Regions from separate parts of the Mus musculus genome. Here region 2 is linked to region 1. A link is a contact called in public promoter capture Hi-C data. All regions are on one chromosome and are shown on one strand. The core of a region is the stretch at or near the end of the contact, and the rest is flanking DNA. Distances in the headings are between cores, read along the strand shown.

What was found. Capture Hi-C pulls out chosen DNA fragments and counts their contacts.
Region 2: a contact with region 1 is called in a promoter capture Hi-C map of pancreatic islet. The contact joins the promoter of Hmgcll1 here to the promoter of Leo1 in region 1. A contact is called at or near these places in 1 of 115 datasets of contacts at active chromatin or transcription factors (pancreatic cancer cells) and 1 of 9 other capture datasets (pancreatic islet).

Annotation. Positions count from the first base shown.
Region 1 is chr9:75,439,217-75,443,864 of GRCm38.p6, forward strand. It overlaps Leo1 (Leo1, Paf1/RNA polymerase II complex component), which reads left to right and starts at 2,308. Exons shown (of 12, transcript NM_001039522.1): 1 at 2,308-2,419. The coding sequence starts at 2,362.
Region 2 is chr9:76,012,961-76,017,608 of GRCm38.p6, forward strand. Hmgcll1 (3-hydroxymethyl-3-methylglutaryl-Coenzyme A lyase-like 1) reads left to right here and starts at 2,017. Exons shown (of 9, transcript NM_173731.2): 1 at 2,017-2,222. The coding sequence starts at 2,115.

The DNA.
Region 1 (4,648 bases), core at 1,058-3,557:
CCATTTCTGAAACCCCACACCCCTAACACAAATCTAAAACTGCTGATGAATTTTAAGTGATTATTTACATTATGGCCAAGCAGATCATATTGGGTAGGCTATCAACAGCCACAGTCTATTTCCTCCCATTTTTCACACATAAAAAACAGTAATATAGTAGAATATATCTTCTAGCAGTGGTTCTCAACCTCCCTAATGCTTTGACCCTCTAATATAGTTCCTCATGTGTGGTGGCCCCCAACCATAAAATTATTTTGGTTGCTACTTCATAACTTTTTCTTGCTACTATTGTGACTCATAAATATTTTTGGAGAGAAAGATTTGTCAAGGAAGTTGCAACCCACATGTTGAGAACCATATCCATCTTATAGGTATGTTGATCTATAATCCCTTATCTATAATTCTAAAACCAAAAAAGCTTAGAGATAGGCTGGAGAGATGGCTCAGTAGTTAAGAACACTGACTGCTCTTCCAGAGGTCCTGAGTTCAAATCCCAGCATGATACAGTGGCTCACAACCACCTGTAATGAGATCTGACACCCTCTTCTGGTGTGTCTGAAGACAGCTACAGTGTGTGGGACTGGAGCAAGTGGGGAAGGAGCAAGCAGAGGTCCTGATTTCAATTCCCAGCAACCCCATGATGACTCACAACCATCTGTACAGCTACAGTGTACTCATATACATAAAATAAATAATCTTTTTAAAAAAAGCTTAGAAATGGAGACTTGGAGAGATGGCTCTGTGGTTATGAACACTGGCTGGGTTGCACTGGTTGCTCTTCCAGAGGACCCAGGTTTGATTCATAGCACTCACATGGAAGGTAACAGCTGTCTCTAACTCCAGTCCCAGGTAATGTGATTGATGCCCCTTTCTGACATCTTCAGGTACCAGGTATGCATGTGGTGCACAGATATGTATGCAAAGTAAAGCACCCATGCACATTTAAAGAAATAAAATTAAAAATAAATTTATTTTAATAAATGTAATTTAAAGAAGAGATCAGAAATGAGCAAATACTGCCAGAAACTAACCTAATACTACTGAAAGCTTCATCCTTAGTAATCCAGGCTGTCTTTGTGGCCCCAGCTGGCCTCAAATTCTCAGTTGTCTTCCTGCCTCAGCCTCCCATATTGGGATTTCTAGTCCTAAATCTTTTATTTTTCCCCAGTGCAGATTGAATTTGAACCCTCACTCATAATAGGCAAGCTCTGTACAGAGCTACTTTCCATGTGCCTAGAGGCCAAAGGCCGATTTCCAGTGTATTCTTGAAATGCTCTTCACCCCACCAGGCAGCACCTTACTTTTTTTTATTTTTTTTCCCCCAGACAGAATCTCTATGTATAGCCCTGGCTGTCCTGCTGTCCTGGAACTCGCTATGTAGACCAGGCTGGCCTAGACACCACCATCCAGCATCTGTATTTTAAGACAAGGTCCTTTATTGGACCTGAGAGCTGGGATTACAGATGTTGGAAGCCGTGCCTGAGTTTAAGTAGGTGCTGGATTTTCGGAAAACAGATCTTTAGTCTTTAAGGGCAAGTCATTTACCGACAAGCGATCTCACCAGGTCTTTTTTTTTTTTTTTTTTTTTTTTTTTAAAGATTTATTTATTTATTGTATGTAAGTACACTGTAGCTGTCTTCAGACACTCCAGAAGAGGGAGTCAGATCTCATTACAGATGGTTGTTAGCCACCATGTGGTTGCTGGGATTTGAACTCCAGACCTTTGGAAGAGCAGTCGGGTGCTCTTACCCACTGAGCCATCTCACCAGCCCTTTTTTTTTTTTTTTTTTTAAGGGTGGGGGTTCTCAAGGATCCCACGCTGCTCTTGAAGTTGCTATGCAGTTGATGATGAATTTGGGTTTCTGACCCTTTGCTTCTAGAGTGCTGGATTACAGGCGTGCACCACTAACTACTCCAGGCTAGAGCTCTCAATGACTTATTTCTTATTCTTCTGCCACAGGATCTACGTATGTAGACATATGCTGGCTGGCTGGCTGGAACTCGCTTTGTAGACGAACCTGGCCTGGTATTCACAGAGATCTGCCTCCCCAGAGCAGAGCGACCACACCCACCCTCAACTATTTTTAAGAAACCTGGCCGCAGCTGACAGGTCGTAAACAAGTCTGACCCGCATCCCAAGCTCCGCACAGCGTGCGAGCGGGCTAACGGAGTAGCGGGCGAGCGCAGACACCGGGGCGGGGGTGGAGGGGGTGGGGGCGGAGCCAGCCGAGTGCTGGAGAAAACTAGGTCACAAAAGTAAAGTAGGTCTTTGTGCGGCTCTTTACGACACGTCGTGTTTGGACGGGTCTGGCCGTAAAGCAGGCTCGAGCCGAGCAAGCCAAGGCCGCGGACCAAGCTGCTATGGCGGACATGGAGGACCTCTTCGGGAGCGAAGCTGAGAGCGAGGCCGAGCGCAAAGGTGCGGCGGACGGGCGGGCGGGCGGGCGGGCGAGCTCCGCGGATGGGCACATGGGGCGTCGGGTTGCTTTTCGGCCGGAGGCGCGGCGCCGGGCAACGCGAAGTCCCCAAGCTCTTGCCCAGCGCCCCCTGCATGCCCGGCGGTGCCCGCCTCTCCCGGGGAGACCGCCGCGGAGTCAGTGCCTGGAGGATCAGGGACCGGCCTGGACTCCTGGGGGAGCAGAAGGGAGGACGTGTGGCCTGCGCCCCTCCGTGCATACATGGCCAATTGAAAGGGTGGCTGGCAGTGAATGAGTGGAGACATGTTCAACTGCCCATCGGGCGCGGTAACGCCCCGTGTGAAAGGGCGAGTTGATGGGAGAGTGTAGATGCCCCTGAAGGGTCTGGGAGGGATCAGGTTGGAGTTCTACAGAAGGACTACGCACTGGCGATGGGTGCCCTTGGAGAGCCTGTGCGGAAAGCCAGTTTCCTTGTCTGTGATGTAAGAATGGGGAAACTTGTGGAGTGTTTGGAGAGGAGTGACAGGATTTGGTGATGAATGAATGAATGATGGTTCATGGGGGGCATTTCTGGCACAGGTCTACGAATATCTGAATTTGAGATGTGAATAGAAGAATGAGGAAAGATCCGAGATGAACTTCAGAATTCTTGCAGCCCCCCCAGGCCCAAATTAACTTCTATACATGTCATTTTCCTTGCCCCTCCCCCCATTCGTCACCAACTCCAGTTTGTATGTAATTACTCCAGTTGTGGAGGGAGCACTAAGTAAAAGTACAGAGAACTAAACTCTTCCTGTGCCCGGCTTTGCTCATAGTTTATTCTCTGTGTCTTCGAGGCACAATTCTGTGTACACCTTCCCATGTTTTCCATGAAGCGTTTCATTCATTCAGTAAACAAGGATCCCTATCATCTCCTGGCCACCTTGCTAGGGGTTGGGAATGTAATCATGAGAAGACAGGTTCCCGCTCCCCAGCTTAGTGCTTAACGCTTAGTGCTTTTTTGCATCCACTGGTGAAAGCGTCGTTTAGTAAGATGTACCTGTAGTGCTTTCTCATAGCCACCCATAGCTTAGGGAAGTGGAGTGTACAGATGATTGCAGTTCTACGCTTTCTTCCCCTCCCCTTTCTTCCCTTTTAAAAACTTCTTTTAAGGTCATGGCAGTTTTCTTCCATTTTACCATTGAGTTAGTGGACTCTCCAAGACTGACTTTCAGGGTCTGGTGTCCTGTCTTTGACAACTGCTCTTAGTCTTGAAGTTGCTACGGATGTGACAGGGTAGAACTTGGTAGGTCTGCCTGATTGTCTGCTTACCTGCCTGCGTGCCTCCTTCCCTTTCTTTCCCCCTCTTTCTTCTACTGGATCTGCTGTGTATGTTGCCTTTGTTGGCTTTATACTCCCGATTCCACTTCCTCAGTGAGTGCTGGTCTTAGTTAGATGTGTACCTCCACTTCCAGCTAGTACTACTACGTCCTATTTTCTATTTCTGCTATACGTTGATCTTGTGACTTGATGCTATCCTGATGCTGATATGTTTTCTGTCATTGTTTTTGTGGCTCCTTTAGGGTTTTCTACATGTGAAACCATGCCATGGTGATTAGAGATAGTTGTACTGTTTCTTTCTCTTGCCTATTTATTTACCTTGCTATGGCTGGTACTCTCTTTATGATGTCGAATGGGACTTGCAGAAGTAGATATTGTTCTTGACCTCAGAAGGAGTATGTCTAGGTTTCTAGCATTGTTTATGGTTTATAATCATCGACTCTGTAAGGTCTATAATGTCATCCCCACTTGCATTCTTGACTTTAGTAATTTGAGTCTTGCTTTTTTTTTTCTTGTACAGTCTGCCTAATGGTTTAATTTTGTTAATGTTTTTAAAGAATGAACTGTTAGCCAGGCATGATGGTACATCTCTGTAATCCTAAAACTCAAAAGACAATAGGCAGAAGGATTGGCACAAGTTTGAGGCTTGGTCTACATAACCAGTTGCAGGCAGGCCAACTGAGACTACAAGAACTTATTTAATGGAGGAAAAAAAAATCCAACTACTGGTTTTAAACTACTGGTTTTATTGATTATCTACTTTGGGCTTTCTTACTTTCTTTTTGTTTTTGTTTTTTCAAAACAGGGTTTCTCTATGTAGCCCTAGCTGTCCTGGAACTTGCTTTGAACTCAGACTGTCTGCCTCTGTCTCCCTCTGGGATTAAAGGTGTGCACCACCACACCCGGCTCAA
Region 2 (4,648 bases), core at 767-3,266, 570 kb after region 1:
TTATTATTATTTTTAACTTTAAATCTATTTTTGTGTTTTCTTAAAAGACAAAATAAAATGGAGAATCTGTGTGTATGTGCATGTCAGTAGGGGTTCCCCAGATGCTAGAAGAGTCAGATTCCCCTGGGGCTAGATGTTATAGGTGTCTGGGAGCCACCTACATGGACGCCAAAGAACTGTGTATACTTGTAACCACAGAGCATTCTCTACAGAGCTGGGGCTCCCAGGTCAACCTATCCAATGAGGAGAGAGAACTGCACCATGTGCCTCAAAGCTCGGTGTTATCTCGATCTTTTTAGGCTTGTGTACAGAAAATAAGATTATTCATTGCTCAACTCTAAAAGGGATGTACATATCACACTCCAACCCCCAGGGCTCAGGGAAGAGAGAACATTAAGACTGTAAGAACCCCAGGCAGAGGATAACATCAAGGAAATAGTGTTTTCCGGGTACAACAGGGTAGTTGCATAAACAAACTCATAGCAACTGTTAACAGCATGCACAAGACCAGCACAAACACCAGCCAGACAAAAGCCCGGGGGAGAGCCGGGAAAGTAGGTATGAGATCCCACTGAGTAGCTAGCTGTTGGCACCGGATGGCTGCTTAGAAAGGGAGAGTCAGTTGCGCACCCACCAGGGCAGTTCCCTTTACCCAAAATAGTTGGGCAACACAAACAGGACTTGATGGGGGGAAAAAAATGTAACAAGCTATCCTAAAGTTGGATAAAAGGGATGAAGAGGTGGTTGGGAGGATTTGGAGTACAGGGCGTGAATGTGTTCAAAAGATCTTGTATGAAATTGCCAAGGAATTAATAAAAATATTCTTTATCCAATCTGGGTGGTGAATCCCTTCAAAATCTGTTCATATTATGTCTCAGAAGTTAGTCGTTGTATATATACGCCATCCTTTGTGCAAGCTTGTGCACCTGGGCGCTCTTGATTCCTCCTAGCTGTGGAAACAGTAGGGCCAGCTAGCTCTCCCTGCACAAGACTGTTCCTGACGATTGTGTGCTATCAGCTGCAAGCTATGGACTCCACGCTGAAGAGCATTAGAGTGTTGCAATCTAAGTGTGCTTATGAAGTAGGCCGAATGAAGCAGGGGTTATCTGATTCCAAGGCTATCATATAAATCCAATAATTTATATTTATAATATATAAACTTATATATAAATCAAACATACTTATATAGAAACTAAATATACATTTATATTATAAATATTTTATAAATATATACATTAAAATTTATTTAATTTATAATTACTTCTAACTTCTGACAGGTTGTTTTTGTTTGAATGAAAGAAAAGCCTTTATGAATTTAGTTATTGCTTTTTTCTTTCTTTCCTCCTCCTCCTCCTCCTCCTCCTCCTCCTCCTCCTCCTCCTCCTCCTTCTTCTTCTTCTTTTTCTTCTTCTTAAAAAAACAGTTCTTCATACCCAGGGGGATAGTAAAGGAACTTGTGGTGACGCCGAAGCAGACAGTTAAGTTCTAGTCCTAACCCCATGTGACAGTGGAAGGAGACAACCACTAAAACCAATAAATGTAAAACAGCGAAAAAGAATTCAGCATTTCAACATTTATCTTGCACCATCGGCTTACTGACAACTCTTGGTTTGCTTGTTTACCTCCGATATACCCCCCTCCCTCGCCCTTAATTTAGGGTTTGTGTTTTTTAATACCACAAAGCGCCTCGGCAATTTTAAATAGAGTTTTGACATAAACTCAAACCGATTCACAGTGCCAACCCTACAGGCTTGTGGCTGGGAAGGAGAGAATGTCTGTAGAGAGCCCAGTGCTTCTTCCTCTCAGAGGCCTGGGTCCTGCCTAGAGCTCTGACTCAGGCGAGCACCTGCAGACAATCAGCCCTGAGAGCACCATATTTTACGGAGGGGGGGGGGGAGTGCCACCCTGCCTCAATTAACTGTCCCCATCCAGGATCTGGCTCTCAGCGCGGGACTCAGGTGCCCGCTACACCCCTGCCTGGGCGTTGCCCAGGAACCGCGCCGCCGCAGTGCAGCTCGGACCCCGGGCACCCGCGGGACGCGCTCCCGGCTCTCACCCGGCTCTCGGCTCCGGCCGTGGGATCCAGCACCGCCCACGGCACCTAGGCTGCTGCTATGGGGAATCTACCATCTGCTGCGAAGCACTGCCTCAACTACCAGCAGCTTCTCCGCGAACATCTCTGGAGCGGAGACTCAGTGGCAGGGGCGCTGGATGCGGCGCAGGTACCACCTTGGGCCTAGGGCGTCCCTACCCCCATCCACCTCCCGTCATCCCTTTTGTCTGTGTCACCTCTGTAAGCCAGGGTCCTGCCTGAGGCCCGTTCTATTGTCAGTGTGTGGGTCTGTGGCTGAAAAGCCTCTCATCTTCTCAGCTGTGAACAGCAGGCGCATCCTTGCTGGCCTAGCAGTTTCCCTACCCCAGGCCTTTTGCAGGTCGCCAACAGGAGTGATCATGTCTGTGCGTGTTCTTGGAAGGGCGGTGCTTTTGTTCTCACTTTCTTCCTTGTAATGTGTAACAGACTACAAACATATCACCTTGTGTGGTAGAAAGAGGATGAAGCTAGGGCACACTAGGAAGGCACAGGACGACGATTAAAATCACATGGTATGTTAGAGCATTGACTATCCCTACAGTGTTTTTGCTTAATGAAATTAAACAAGCTTGAATAAAACCATTACAGACTAAAATTATTCCTGCATTTTCCTGAGAGCTTCATAAAGACAACTCATTGTTTATGTATTTATGATTCCATGTACTACCAACAAACGTGCCAGTTAAGTGAGCATAAGGTATATAAAGAAATTTCCTTTTCACATAAAACCGTAAACTTTAAACATAACAGGAAACAGCAGTAATGGTCGTTACCTAAATGTTGAAACCTGTTATGAGTCAAGGGCTTTGTGAGGCCTTAGGTATCATTAGCCTTTTAATTCTAGGCACCTGTTCACTTTGTGAACAGTGTAGTTCTTGTTATTTTTTTTTATTTTAGTGGGCTGGCCTAGCTTTGTTATGTGATGTTACACCAACAGTTCTGACAGGAGTTATTCATATCCTTATGGTGTGGTCTCAGTTCAGTGCTCCAACATGTGAAATCGAAGCCTTCGATCTACAAGTAGGACTTAGCATTCGTGGGTGGTTTTATAAATAGTTTGCTCCCCATTAATTAGAGTATGAGACTGGAGCTATTTGCAAGAGCCAAGTCCTAGAATGGGCATTCTGCCTATCAACAGATGGCTGGATACAATACAGAAGATATGGCATAATTACCCAATGGTTTATTATTCAGAGAGATGAACAAAATCAAGTCATTTGTAGGTAGATGCCTGGAAATAAGCCAGAGCCCAAACAACTAATATCGCCTGTTTCTCTGTCGCCTAAGGAAGGGACATAAATACCAAGAGGAGAAAATTGGGGGTGGGGGTGGGGTGGAGTTAGGAGACATGGCAAGCATCAGGAGGAAGGAGCAGGTGAGTGGGGGAAATGAGGCTATGAATATGATCACAGCCCACAATATGCACACGTGCAAGGGCCACAGTGAATCCGCTTTTACTAATAAGGCTCAGAAGGATTGACCAGGACCCTCTGGTGAGACCTGATGGTGACAACAGGGAAGTGGAGAGCCATGCTTTATCTTCTCTCATGTCCTCACGGTGGCTGATTTCCATGGAGTCTGGTTTGAACTTCCTGGAATGTTCTCAACATTCTTTAGCGGTCAGTTTGTCTTACGCAACCAAGAATCCCTAACATTTACTTTTCGGGATGAAGTCATGTGACTATTGCTTGGGTGATCCGTAGAGTGGTGTGTATGCTCCAGTGTTCTGATTTGTTCGGGGAAAATGAGAGCTTCGAAGATTACTGCTGAGGCTATGTAAGGTCACGGCTTTCAGACTCTTATGTGCTTTTCTGGAAGACGCTCTAAGTTATCTTAACACCCGCCAACTTTTCTGACTGAGACACTTCCATTTGCCCCTCAGTTATGTCTTACAAAGCATGTACTTGGTCCAGGTCTCTTTTTCCTGTGTCCTTGCTGAGCTCAGTGGCTTCTGTCTGTCTGGATCATCATGCCTGTCTGTCCTATGGCTTATCTCCTCTCACCCTCCTGGCTATTGTTTATATCCCAGTTCTTGGTTTTATATCCTCTTCTCACTTCTGAGCTTTTGTCTATACTTGGATATCTTAACAGAAAGTGATACTCCACATTTCCAACTTGCATCCATGTTCTCTCTCTCTCTCTCTGCTGGCTATTTTTCTGTGGAAAATCATCCCTGGTCTGCACAGAGAAGTCCTCCCACGTACTTAATTTTAATACATTCTGGAAGTCATGTAAGGGGAGGAACACTCAATGTAGAAAATGTGTCCCCTAGATGGGCCTGATATGTTGTTTATGATTGATATGGAGTGGTTCAGCTTACTGTAAGGCAGAGCTATCCCTGAGCAGAAGATAGGTGGTCCTAGGTGCTACAAGAAAGTAGTCTGAGCAAGCCATGAAAGTCAAGCCAGGAGGTAGCCATCTTCATTATCTCTGCATTTGTTCCTGCCTTGGTCTCTACCCTGACTTCCTTCAGTAGTGAACTATGATATGGAAGTATAAGGTATAAGTCCTTTCCTCCTCGGGCTGAGCTGATTTTGGTCATGGCGTTTTATCATG